2 separate regions of the Bos taurus genome follow, and region 2 is linked to region 1. The links are chromatin contacts, called in public Hi-C maps. All regions are on one chromosome and are shown on one strand. The core of a region is the stretch at or near the end of the contact, and the rest is flanking DNA. Distances in the headings are between cores, read along the strand shown. Region 1 holds the start of EPRS1 (glutamyl-prolyl-tRNA synthetase 1). Region 2 holds the start of RAB3GAP2 (RAB3 GTPase activating non-catalytic protein subunit 2).

Region 1 (5,940 bases), core at 1,408-3,907:
GAAGCTCCAACGGTGACAGGACAGAGGGACTAGTCTCTTTCCTGGGGTAACTGCGGGGATGGAGGGACATGGGGAGGTGGAGTTTGGGTTCAGTCAGATGGATCTGGAAAAGTAGGGATACTGTCAGGAGCAGGGGGAGCTAGGTATCCCCCTGAGACATGGGAGAGCTTTGAAGGGGATCATCTAAAATGACGTTTTTTTTTTTTTTCTCTGGTTCCCCAGGTTTTGAATTACAAGAGCCATGTAGGGTGGAATTTTGGTAATGGACCATGAAAGCCTGACTAGAGGGATCCTCAGTCCACTTTCCCATCCAGTGGCAATAAATATGCAATTGTAGAATGGCATTATAGAGACCTGTCTTCAGGTAGTTTTTCTCCATTCCCCAACTTATATGAAGGCCAGGCACTGTTACAGTAGAACTTAAGTTTTCCCTTTCCTAGCCTTTCTGTTAACCTGCAACCGAGAAAGCTCCAAGAAATGGAATCTGTTGTTCCAGGAACATTTGCTAGGAGACTTTAACCTGAAGGGGTTCAGGGTGCAACCCCAAATTCCTTCCAAACCTGATGGAGTTTCCAGACCTCTACCATCCCATAGATTTCTGACACCTCTGGTCTCCCTTAGTACCTTTAGAAGCTGTCTTCCCCAGGTGGCCAAGGGAGGACATTTGAACCACTGCCGACCAGCTGCTAGGACTTTCCTTAGGAGGGATCCCTCGTCTATACAGCTTATGTCCTATGATAAGTCTTCCTACGCTGGGGTGTATTCCTCATGACTGAGCATCTACAAAGTTTATAATTCGGGCTTCTGGGTAGCGGCCAGCCTGATAAGCTGTCTGTAGCAGTGTGTATGCTGCCAAGGCCTGGAGTGAAGGGGGTCCATCAGTTGCAAAATAGAACCCTTGAAGAAACTGGAGTTGGGCACTGTGGAAGATGGCACGGGGTTGAAGGCTCAAGGGCCGGGAGGCAGAGAAATTCACGGTAAATTCCTGGGCATTGAGTGAGGTGAGACACCAAACAGCAGAAAAACCCAAAATCCTTTGCCGTTTCGTCCTGGCAGATGTAAAAGAACTGGGCTTCGGCTGACGACTTGGTCTCACACAGGCAGCATTGGGTTTGGCAGTGGTGGGGACACAGTTTAGGAATAATATCCAGGAAATCCTTCCCTAAAAGGTTGCGGAGACACGAAGTGAGAAAGAGACCTTGTTGTGCAAGTAAGGTGGGAAGGAAAAGCGTAGTGGAAGGTTCCACACTGGAGAACAACAGAGGGAGAGTGGGTGAGAAAGACCCCTTGAGCTCCTGCAGGTTTGGCAACCACGTTTCCACCATGTCCCAGAGTCAACTGTCACCCAAGTGTTATTTGAATCTGCACGGCCTGGGGGACCCCTCTGCCATCCTCAATGTTGAGCAGACAGAAATTATGCCCTGTAGGTCTTGAAAGTGAAATGGAGAGTGAGAAAAAGAAAGCAGAAGCGAAAGTCAGTGGCCTCAAGCTGCAGCTGGGTGAAGCCCAAGGTTTACCTTGAATTCCTGGGCTTCAGCACCAAATATGATCTTGGGTGGCTTTGACCTGCAGCGGCTTGAAGTGGGCTTCCTTTCCCCACCAGAGATTGAGGTCGGGTCTCCGCGGTGGGAGTACTGAATCCTAGCCCCTAGACTAATGGTCAGTGAGAAGGTCCTGGCCCTTCAGCTCTGCAGAAATAAATTCCCATGAAGACAGAAAGTAATGAAACAAAGAACACGTTTATTAGCAGGAAAAGCATAAGTACGAGTGGATACTCAGAGAGTTGCACCCGCTTGGTAGTTTGAACCATTCACGTGGGGCATTTCTTCCGGGTTTCCTTTGGCTAATCATTTCCATTTGTCTGGTCCTGAGCCTGTGTTCGGTTTAACTCAGGATCTTCCGACGTGTCCAAGTGCATCTCTCAGCCAAGATGGATTCCAGTGAAGAGGCCTATGGGTAGCTTGATATCACTCCCCTTCTAACCTCCAAGGGGCTATAGGGGAAGGTCTCCCCGATTTTGAACATGATAAATACGTGGTCTCTGGGCTTTTATCTGATCAGGGCCCAACCTCCTCTTTCAATCATCCTGCTATTGATATCTTGGAGTGTCTGTGGAGGAGGGGGTGGGGCGGGGGGGGCGCAGCTACCTCCTGCCTCAACTATACGAGCCCGTTTGTTTCAATTCTGGCTTCTGGTGACCACCCATCACACTGCAGAAACCATCTCACCACTTACTTTTTTCACTTTGGGATTCCCTGGTGACTCAGACGGTGGAGAGTCTGCCCGCAATGCAGGAGATCTGAGTTCGATCCCTAGGTCAGGAATATCCCCTGGAGAAGAAAATGACAATCCGCTCCAGTATTCTTGCCTGGAAAATCCATGGACGGGGGTAGTCTGGCGGGCTACAGTCCACAGAGTAGCAACGAGTCAGACACTACGGAGCGACTTCACTTTCTCACTTCTCACTTTACGAAGTGTCGTAAAACGTCGTCCGCTTCAGTGTCTCTCCTCGGTCACCGGCTTGGAGCACGTTGGCCACGTTGGCACTCCTGACCCTAGAAGGCCCCCAGCGCCCACTGCTGGAGGGAGGGGCGCGCGGTGATGACGCATTGCGCTGTGCGGCAAGACGCCGGCCGCGGCGCGGGGGAGGGGCGAGGGTTGCGGCAGCGTCAAGCCGGCGCACACCACGTTGCAGCTTCTCGCTTTGGGCCAGTCGGTTGTGTTTCAGGCGGCCGGGCAGGCGCGCTGATAGGTAGACCGGCGGACCGGTGCAGATGGCGACGCTCTGTCTGACTGTGAATTCGGGAGACCCTCCGCTAGGTAAGGGGCCGCGGCCACAGACCTGTGTGGGTTGCATCAGCCGGGGGAGGGAGCGGGGAGGGGAAGGTCGCCGCGCCCCGGCTTGGCGCAGTGGCAGTCCTGGTCTGGGAGGTTAGGCCTGCCTCTCTCTCCGGAAATGTACACGCGGTGGGCTCCGCGCCCCTCTTCCTCGGTCCCTTGCAGGTGGATTTGCTCCTGAAGACCTTTCTGGGCGTGGAGGTGGGCGCGGTGTGAGCCCGGGCAAGGCGACATGGGGCTCAGCTTCGGACCTTCTCCCCCAGAAAGATGACTTCTAGCTTACTCTTCTCTCCCTTTTAACAATGATGTCCCCTGGAGACCAAGAGCAGGTCGTAGAAATAACATTTTTAAAACTTAAAATCCCAGTACTTCGTTCCCTCTGTTTTAGCGCTTTCCTCCAACTCCACTTATCTTTATTTACCTCCCTTCCTTCGTCCTCAGAAAAGCCTGTCAATTCCCTTGACTCAAGTTTTCTTCACGTTTCATTGGGTTCAAAGGAAACGAGGAAGATGATCATAGAAGCATTTAAAATTTTAACCGTAGTTACGCTTATATTAATTAAACGTGGCAAGGTAATTGCTGGAACACTCAAGTACACTGCGGAGTGATGGGGTTGCTTTACTACACATCCGATGGATGTAGTAAATGTCAGAGCAAAGGTGGGACTTGCCATCTTCCTGATACACCTTAAATTCGATTTGGAATTGCTTATTTAACATGGCCAAGGTTACTGTGGATAGATAGCTTAGACTTTCAGCTACTTCTTTTTTTTAATTGCATTGAGAAATTACACAGAATAATTTGATCCGTTTATTGAGGTCTTATTCTTAATATAGACACGCAAGTACTTTTCTAATATTTGAAAGGCCCAGATATAGTTGGCCGCATCGGGCTGATGAAATTACTCAGTACATTCTCGTTACAGGGTGTTTTGAGCCTTTTGGAACAAAAGGCACAATTGAATGCTGTTTAAAATATTTTTAAAATGGTGTTTTAGCATATTGGTTCCAGTAATTATGGGCTAGCCTTACACAAAAATCAATATACTCTAATAAAAGAAATGGGTTTGATTCTGCAGTTGAAAAGCACTAGACAATGTGACCTCATGGTTAAGAGCAAAGACACTTGGTTCCTGGAGATCTGGGCCCATCCTGCCTGCCATTTACTAGCTGTGGAACCTTGGCAAGTTCCTTGTTTGGCATCTTCACAGCTTCCTTGTTTAAGAAACAAGGAATAATAACTTCTACATACGGTTGATGGCCAGAATCAATGAAAACTGTAGGTTAAGTTCCTGACACACTGTAGATTTTTAATAAATAGCTAGTTTTAACTCATGTCACTTAGAAAAGCACCATGAAGATGATAGACCTGTTTCCTTAGTAAATTATGAATTTGAGAACCATATCTTCAGTATTCTGGAAGGAGAGTCTTAAAGATTTTTGTTGTCCTTATGAATTATAGACCAATTATAGTTCTGTTTGCTTCTCTTCCTCTTTTTTTTTTTGTTTTTATTGTTCCCGGTTGTTTAATTCGAGTACATTTTGTCTTTAATCAGTAGCATTAGATGAAACATTTAGAAAAACATTGCTTTGTGAGAATTTCTCTATTTTATATGCATGTACCATTTTTTTTTAATGTTAATATAATTTTAGACTTAAAAAAGTACAAGACTAGAACAAGGAACCTTTTTTTCCTCCAATGCCTTTGGAGAACATACTGCAGATAATAATGCTTCGACACCCCAGAATACACCAAAGTACATCTCTCTCAAGTAAGAAAACTCTATAGGACCTCACAAGACCATAAAAATCAGGAAATACTCATCGATACAATTCTCTCATCTAATGCACAGATCCCATTCAGATTCCTACACTGATTGTTCCTGTGTTGCCTCTGTAGCTCAAGGATCAGAATCTAGGGTCATCCTGTGTGCCTGCTTGTCACGTCTGCCCAGTTTCTTTCAATCTGGAATGGTTTTCTAGTCTTGCTTTCATAGATTTGACCTCTGTGGAGATTACACTTATTTGAAGAATGTCAAGGTTGTTTCTCGTGGCTTCTCATGACTAGATTGAGGCTCCGCGTCTTTGGCAGAAGTAGCACAGAAATGATTTATTGTTCTTCACTGCAGCCCATTGATTAGTGCCTGAGTTTTTTCCCATTACTGATGATCTAATCTTGAGTACTTAAGGTGGTTTCTGACAGCTTTCCTCACTGTAGAGTTTTCCCTTGTGCCGTTAACAAGCTTTTTGTAGGGAGATGCTCTGGGGCCGTGTAAACATTCCACTCTGCATCAGGCCTTCACACACTGGTTCAGTGTCCACTAGTGCTTCCTGCCCAACTTGATTATTAATGAGATGATGCCGGATGGTGACCTTCCATTCTGCCACTCCTTCACGTATTACTTGGAATTTTGTGTGTGCATGTCAGATATCTTTTTATCATTTAAAAAAAATTATAGGAAAATATACTCAATAGGTTATACTCTGTGTTATTTTTCATTAGCAATTTTTTAAAAAATAATTTCTTTTTATTATGTAACATTCAGTTCTTTTTCAGTTTCCCCTGGCTGTCTCAAATTATCTTTGTACAATTGGCTTGCTTTGCATCATTTTCTGTTCTTAAAATTAGGCAGTTTTACTTTCAAAATTAGTTTTATTGAGTTCTTTTTTTTTTTTTTTTTTGGTGAACATGCCTAAAGTTCACCAGTTTTAGGTTATAAATTGATTGACAGATATGTATAATGTGTAACCACCACAGTTATGAAGTAAAATATTTCCCTCACTTCAGAAAATTTCCTCATAGAACTTCATATACATTGTGTGTGTGCTAGTCTCTCAGTTGTCTCCGACTCTGCGACCCCATGGACTATAGCCTGCCAGGCTCCTCTGTCCATGGGATTCTCCAGGCAAGAATACTGGAATCGGGTGTCATTCCCTTCTCCAGAGTTCATATACGTTGGGTCATGTTAAATTATTTTGTGCATAGGATAGTTTTTTGAGATTCATCTATCTTGTTGCTTGTAATGGTTCATTTTAAAAATCTGCTATGTAGGATTCTTTGCTGTGGATACTCTAAAACTTAGATTATTTACTTTAGTGGTTA
Region 2 (5,940 bases), core at 2,370-4,869, 200 kb before region 1:
TTTCTCAGCCCCTCCAGTCTCTGGCTGCTGTTAAAGATTGGCAAGGACTGGCCTCTGGTACTCCGTGAGCATCTCTCTCTTTGCAAGAGTTACCAGTGCTCTAACCCTCAGGAACAGATCCTGGGGGGAGCTCGCATTCATTCTTCTCTTGGCGATTGTTTGGTCAGTCTCTTCCTAGCTTCTGAACACAGAGACACTGTCTAGGCTGGGATCCGGAAAGCCTACACATTTTCTGCAAAGTGCTTTCTCATGGCTGTGTGGTTACTGATCCTCACAGCATAACAAACCTCCCACACTTCACAGAAACCATGGCAGCAGAACTCCAGAGGCATCACCCTGCAGTTTTACAACTTCCTGGGGCGGAAGAGCTCCATTCACCAACACGAAGTAATTTCTGTAAAGGGGATCTAGCATCCTTAAAAGCAGTCATGAATGGGTCTTTTCAGTACTACTTGGAAGGAAGTCAGGGACTTCACAATTGACACTAAGCAGTAATGCCATTCAATAGCAGCCACACAAGAGATATATGAACGCCTCAGGGCAGAACAAAGACCAGCTGAATCAGCCAAGGGCAGTTACTTCTACAAAATGCATTTACCTGAATAGGAACTTGAAGGGTTTTCAAGGAATGATACTGTATCCTTTCCAAAAGTGTCATGTGTTCTTTGCTCATCTTATAAAACTAAGAATTGAAATTTAAATTTTATTCTAGTATGGTCTTGGTGTTATATTTTAGGATTTAATCATCAGGGCTGATCTGAGGAAGTGTTATATTTTTTTTTTTTTCAAATGGAAGAAGGAAGCACTGAAAGTTTGCCTTTTCTGCAAGATTTGATTTTACAATTATAGGTATTTGATGTTGAAGGAACTTCGCAGTACATCTTAAGTGAAAGTGAAAGTCACTCAGTCATGTCTGACTCTTTGCAACCCCATGGACTGTACAGGGGGTTCTCCAGGCCAGAATACTGGAATTGGTAGCCTTTCCCTTTTCCAGGGGATCTTCCCAATCCAGGGATTGAACCCAGGTCTCTGGCATTGCGGGCAGATTATTTACCAGCTGAACTACAATGAAAGCCCAAGAATATTGGAGTGGGTAGCCTATCCCTTCTCCACCAGAGCTTCCTGACCCAGGAATCGAACCAGGGTCTCCTGCATTGCAGGCAGATTCTTTACCAACTGAGCTATGAGGGAAGCCCCAGTACATCTAAACCAACCATATATTTTAGACGTAAAGAACTGGCCTCACATTTGATAAAATTATCTATTTTGTGAAAATTATTTTACTTTTGAAAGGGCATCTCAGAAAACTCTGAAAACTGTTCCACTAATTAGAAGTCAAAGTGCCATTATATATGTTTTTTGAGACAGAGGGCTGGTTACATCAAATTGTTAGGGGAACTACCAACTAAAACTGCCTGCCCTGGCCTGGCACCATAGTAATCACTTGCATGAGTTATCCTTACAAAAGGAGGTCCTGGTTAGGAACAAGGATCTAACAAGCTACCATTAACCAGAATAATTCAGGAAACGTCAAGAGGAGAGAAGAGACTCCAGTCCATATGTCCTGCCACCCTCCCAGAAACCTGCTTGCTGGAATCCATCTTGGCTGAGTGACAGGCACACCACCAGGAAGGACCCTGAGTCACAGTGATTGGCCAGAGACAACCTGAAACCAACCAGATTACTGTAAAACCCAAGACTGTGAACCACATGGCAGAAGAGTTCTCCTGGGTTTCCTCACCCTGCAGCTCTCCACCAGAGTGCCCTTTCCCAATAAAGTCTCTTACTTTGTCAACACCTGTGTTTCCTCAGTCAACTCACTTCCATGTGTCAGCCCATTCTTGGGCCCTGGAAGGGGTCCCTTTTCCTGCAACAAAATGACATATTATAGACAGCTTACATAATCCAGTTCTAAGTGCCATGTGACCCCTTATGAGATCAAGAAGGAATGTTATCTTTTTCAGCTTTTACTTTTTAGAAAAATCATTTAAATGTGCTTAAAGGGTCTTCTCTTTGAGTAGTCATGTACAGATGAGAGTTGGACCATAAAGGCTGAGTGCCAAAGAATTGATGCTTTCCAACTGTGATGTTGGAGAAGACTCCTGAGAGTCCCTTGAACAGCAAGGAAATCAAACCAGTCAATCCTAAAGAAATCATCCTTGAATATTCATTGGAAGGACTGATGCTGAAGCTCCAATACTTTGGCCACCTGATGCGAAGAGCTGACTCATTAGAAAAGATCTTGATGCTGGGAAAGGGCAAGAGGAGAAGGGGGTGACAGACGATGAGATGGTTAGATAGCATCAACAACTCAATGGACCTGAGCTTGAATAAACTCAGGGAGATAATGAAGGACAGGGAAGCTTGGCGAGCTGTTGTCCATGGGGTTGCAGAGTCTGACACAACTTAGCAACTGAATAACAAAAGGGTCTTCTCAGATACACACACATATACCTCATTTAAAAAAATTGAGATAAGACACATTCAGGATGGCATTGTGACTACCTACCTTTAAAGTGTGTGGAAAAATACTTTAAAAAAATATAAAGTGCTTTGTAAAAGAAGTGGGTTATTCTATTTACCTTATGTACATATTCCATTTCATTTATTCCTCCAGGAAATATTTATTGAGCACTATGTGCCAAGTCCTGGGAAGAGACACTGAATATAAAGGACACAAAATGACATCCCAACCTTCAGGAATTTACAATGAAGTCTGTTCCTGAAACTGGCAACACCTCCAACCCAATAAAACAAAACAACTTGGTGAGGTTCCCTGTTATGCTATGAACTTACTTCTTTTCTTCCTAGCATCATGATAATTTCAGTTAAATAGTTGAGTAATTAATATCTTACTATCCATGTCAACCATCAGAATTTTAAGCTCCATGGAACAAGTATTTCACCTCTTTTGGTCTCTGCTTTATACTGAAGCCTTGCGTGCCTGACACAGAAGAGGAGCAATGAATTTGTTGAATGGACGGAGAAACGAATGAAAAAGCAAACGGATGTCGGAAAACAACAGAGGACAATACAGTATAATAAGTACTGTATTAGGCGTGCATAGTGTGACGAGAATTTATATGAGGCGTTTAGAACTAGGCTTGACGGAGCTGACTTCCAGAAGAGAATTTGATCTTTTCAAACTCAGATACTTGCACGACACCGTCCCCCACTGGCCTGGCAGTAGCTTAACAGGTATTATTCTCTACCAGGCCATCTAGAAGACTGGTTAAATGGCTCAAAGGCCGGCGCGGACAACGTCCAATGAGGTCACCTCTGGCTAAGAGCCAGAATGACTAAAAGGGTTCACCCCCGGTGCGAATGCAGAACCCGGACTGAAGCCGGATCCCGGCCTCCACCGCGACGTTACACCCAGCGGACGCCGCCGGTCAGGTGATTCGGCTTTCGCCCGCCAGAGCGCCTGGGTTGTCCCGCGCATGCGCAGTGCTCCGGGCGGCGGAACCGAGGGCGCTGACAGCTTCCGGTTTGGTTTCCCCGCCCCCTGTGTAGCTGAAGCTCTTCGGGCTCCGCGGTGGTGGCTGGAGCAGCGGCGGGGTGGCGGGGGGGCAGGGCGTGGTGAAGTAAGGTGAATGCCCGAGCGGGCTTCCCGGAGCCATGGCCTGCTCCATTGTCCAGTTCTGCTCCTTCCAGGACCTCCAGGCCGCCCGGGACTTCCTCTTCCCTCATCTGCGGGAGGAGACCCCCAGCGGCGCCGTGAGGAGGGACCCCAGTAAGTGCCCCCGCCTCGCCGCTCCCTTCCCCGCCTCCTCCCGCGGGACCTGCGCGGCGGGCTCGGGTCTCCTGCCCGCCCCGGCGCTCCTAGTTCCTCTCTCGCCTCCCCTTTCCTTTCCGCGCGGATCCCCTGCCGTGCGTCCTGAAGCCGTGTCCGTCTGCCCCGACTGCGTCGGTGTTGTCTTCCTCTCGCCTAAGCCACTCCGCCCTCAGCCAAAACACTGCATCTGGCTTGCTCTGCTCCCTGCCTAGCCCACTTCCCCACCCCGCAACTCCTACTTTTCTGAGTCTCTTCTCCGTCTCCCCCTCTCCCTCCGGCCCGGGGTCCCCCGTTCTACACTGCCTGCCCCGTGATCGCATCCTCCTCCCCACTCCTCGCCAGCTGTCAGCGCGCTATCCTGGTTTCGCCTCAGCCCCCACGCTCCTCCGTGTTTGGGACTGTGTGGCCTTCTGCTGCTTCTCTTTCTGAAAGTGTCTGTCATCGCCCACTCTCTGCCTTCTTCCATCCTCTTTCTTCCCATTCAGGTTTAGAAAATAAGTGATTGACAAGTGAGAGACTCCTGAGGTGGTGAGTTGGAGGCTCCCAAATAAAGGAAAATAACCTGTCAGGGAGTGAGAAGCCACATCAGGAGTTAAAATCACAGCAGCTTGGCCATGAAAAGTTAATGAGATGAGAAGCCTTCTGCTTGTTATTATCATCAAACAGCGTGACTTGCCCACGTAGTGTAAAACCCCAAGTCTGTTTATTCTGCCGCAGAATTCCTCAGAATTTCCTACGTTTTACCTTTTAAAGGGGGTATGTTTTGTGTGTCAGTTTTTTTTTATTTCCATTTTACTGCAAAGCCATATGTCCAAAGTGCTGTTACTTTGTGCTGTATTGGAATGATGATGAAAAGCCCAGTAAATAAGTTTCTCTCCGTTTTTAAAATTTAGAAAGTATCAAATCACATCTATTTATGACTGTTAGCTCTGTGCTGTCGGTAGTGCTGCCAATCAAGTGAGACTGGTGGTCTCTGTCCTCTAGGAGCAGTATAGTGTACTCGGACAAACAAATTAACCCCTCCTGTACAGTGTGAGCCGTATATATACATATGGCACTAGGTGATACAGTCTTTGAAGTGGAGGTACTTAAGTCTACCTTTGAAGTGGCCCTTAGATGAATAGGGGAGAGGGAATAGCACCTGTAGAAGAAGGGAGGCCTGAAATGGCATGGTATTTAGCTAAGAGAGGCTGAATGACTGAAGAGGACGGTGTGAGGAGAAGAGTCATAAAGGTAATAAGGAGCTTGATCATGAGAAGCCTTGTGAAAGGAGTCAGATACATCTGAAGACATTAAGCAAAGGAATGATGTGATAAAATTTGTCCTTAATGGAATCAGCAAAATTCTTGCATAATTGTTAAGTGTGTTGGCAGCAGTATGGAGGAGAGATAGGAAGCAGGGAACTTCATTCTGAGGATATTTCAATAACCCATGCAAAAATGATGCAAGCATGGCCTAAAGTAGCTTCAGCAGGACTTGAGATCAGCAGCTAAATCAGGAAGATATTAAGAAAGAATCTGCAGGACCTAGTGAAGATCTGGTGCTGGGGGTTGTAGCTGGTGAGTGAGAGGGAGGTGAGGTTGCCTTTGGCTTTTGACTTGGGCAAGGGTTTCTAATGAAAGGGAATGAAGGAGATCGGTTTTGGATCTTTTGCATCTTAAATGCTTCTAGTTTGTCCAGTTTTAAATGTATGCAGTGTCTAGTCGAACCGGTCTAAAACTTAATAAGGATCCCTGGCCTCGAGGTGTTAACTCAGGAGTTACCAGTAAAAAGTGTCAGTCCGTCTCAAGGGTTATGAATATAGTGAAATGAATGCAGGACTGAAGATGTAACCATAGAGGAGCACTGAAGTTTAAGTCAAATAGAGATGAATGGGAAGAAGACTTAACAGAAAGAGGAAAACTAGGTGAACGTAATGCCCCAGAAGTGAGAGAGAATCTGATGAAAGGGAGGAGTGGTCAGTAGTGGTGAACACAGCAGAGATCAGCTAGGATGAGGATGGAAAAGTGCTCATTGGCTTTGGGTGGATGGAGGTGACTAGGACCTTAGGACAGTTTCAGGGGAAGGACGGGAGAGGAGTTAAAAAATAAATTTGCCTGTTCCAAGGAGCCAGGTTGTGAATGATGGTGGATATAGGACTGTTGATAAAGGATGCAGAGGAAAGA

What was found. A called contact is a pair of places that touch in the nucleus more often than the background predicts.
Region 2: a Hi-C map of skeletal muscle shows a contact between it and region 1, with 3 times the contacts expected there. The contact joins the promoter of RAB3GAP2 here to the promoter of EPRS1 in region 1. A contact is called at or near these places in 2 of 11 Hi-C or Micro-C datasets (skeletal muscle and an unstated tissue).

Annotation. Positions count from the first base shown.
Region 1 is chr16:23,534,272-23,540,211 of ARS-UCD2.0, reverse strand. It overlaps EPRS1 (glutamyl-prolyl-tRNA synthetase 1), which reads left to right and starts at 2,657. Exons shown (of 32, transcript NM_001243320.1): 1 at 2,657-2,820. The coding sequence starts at 2,775.
Region 2 is chr16:23,733,097-23,739,036 of ARS-UCD2.0, reverse strand. It overlaps RAB3GAP2 (RAB3 GTPase activating non-catalytic protein subunit 2), which reads left to right and starts at 3,619. Exons shown (of 35, transcript NM_001192199.1): 1 at 3,619-3,733. The coding sequence starts at 3,619.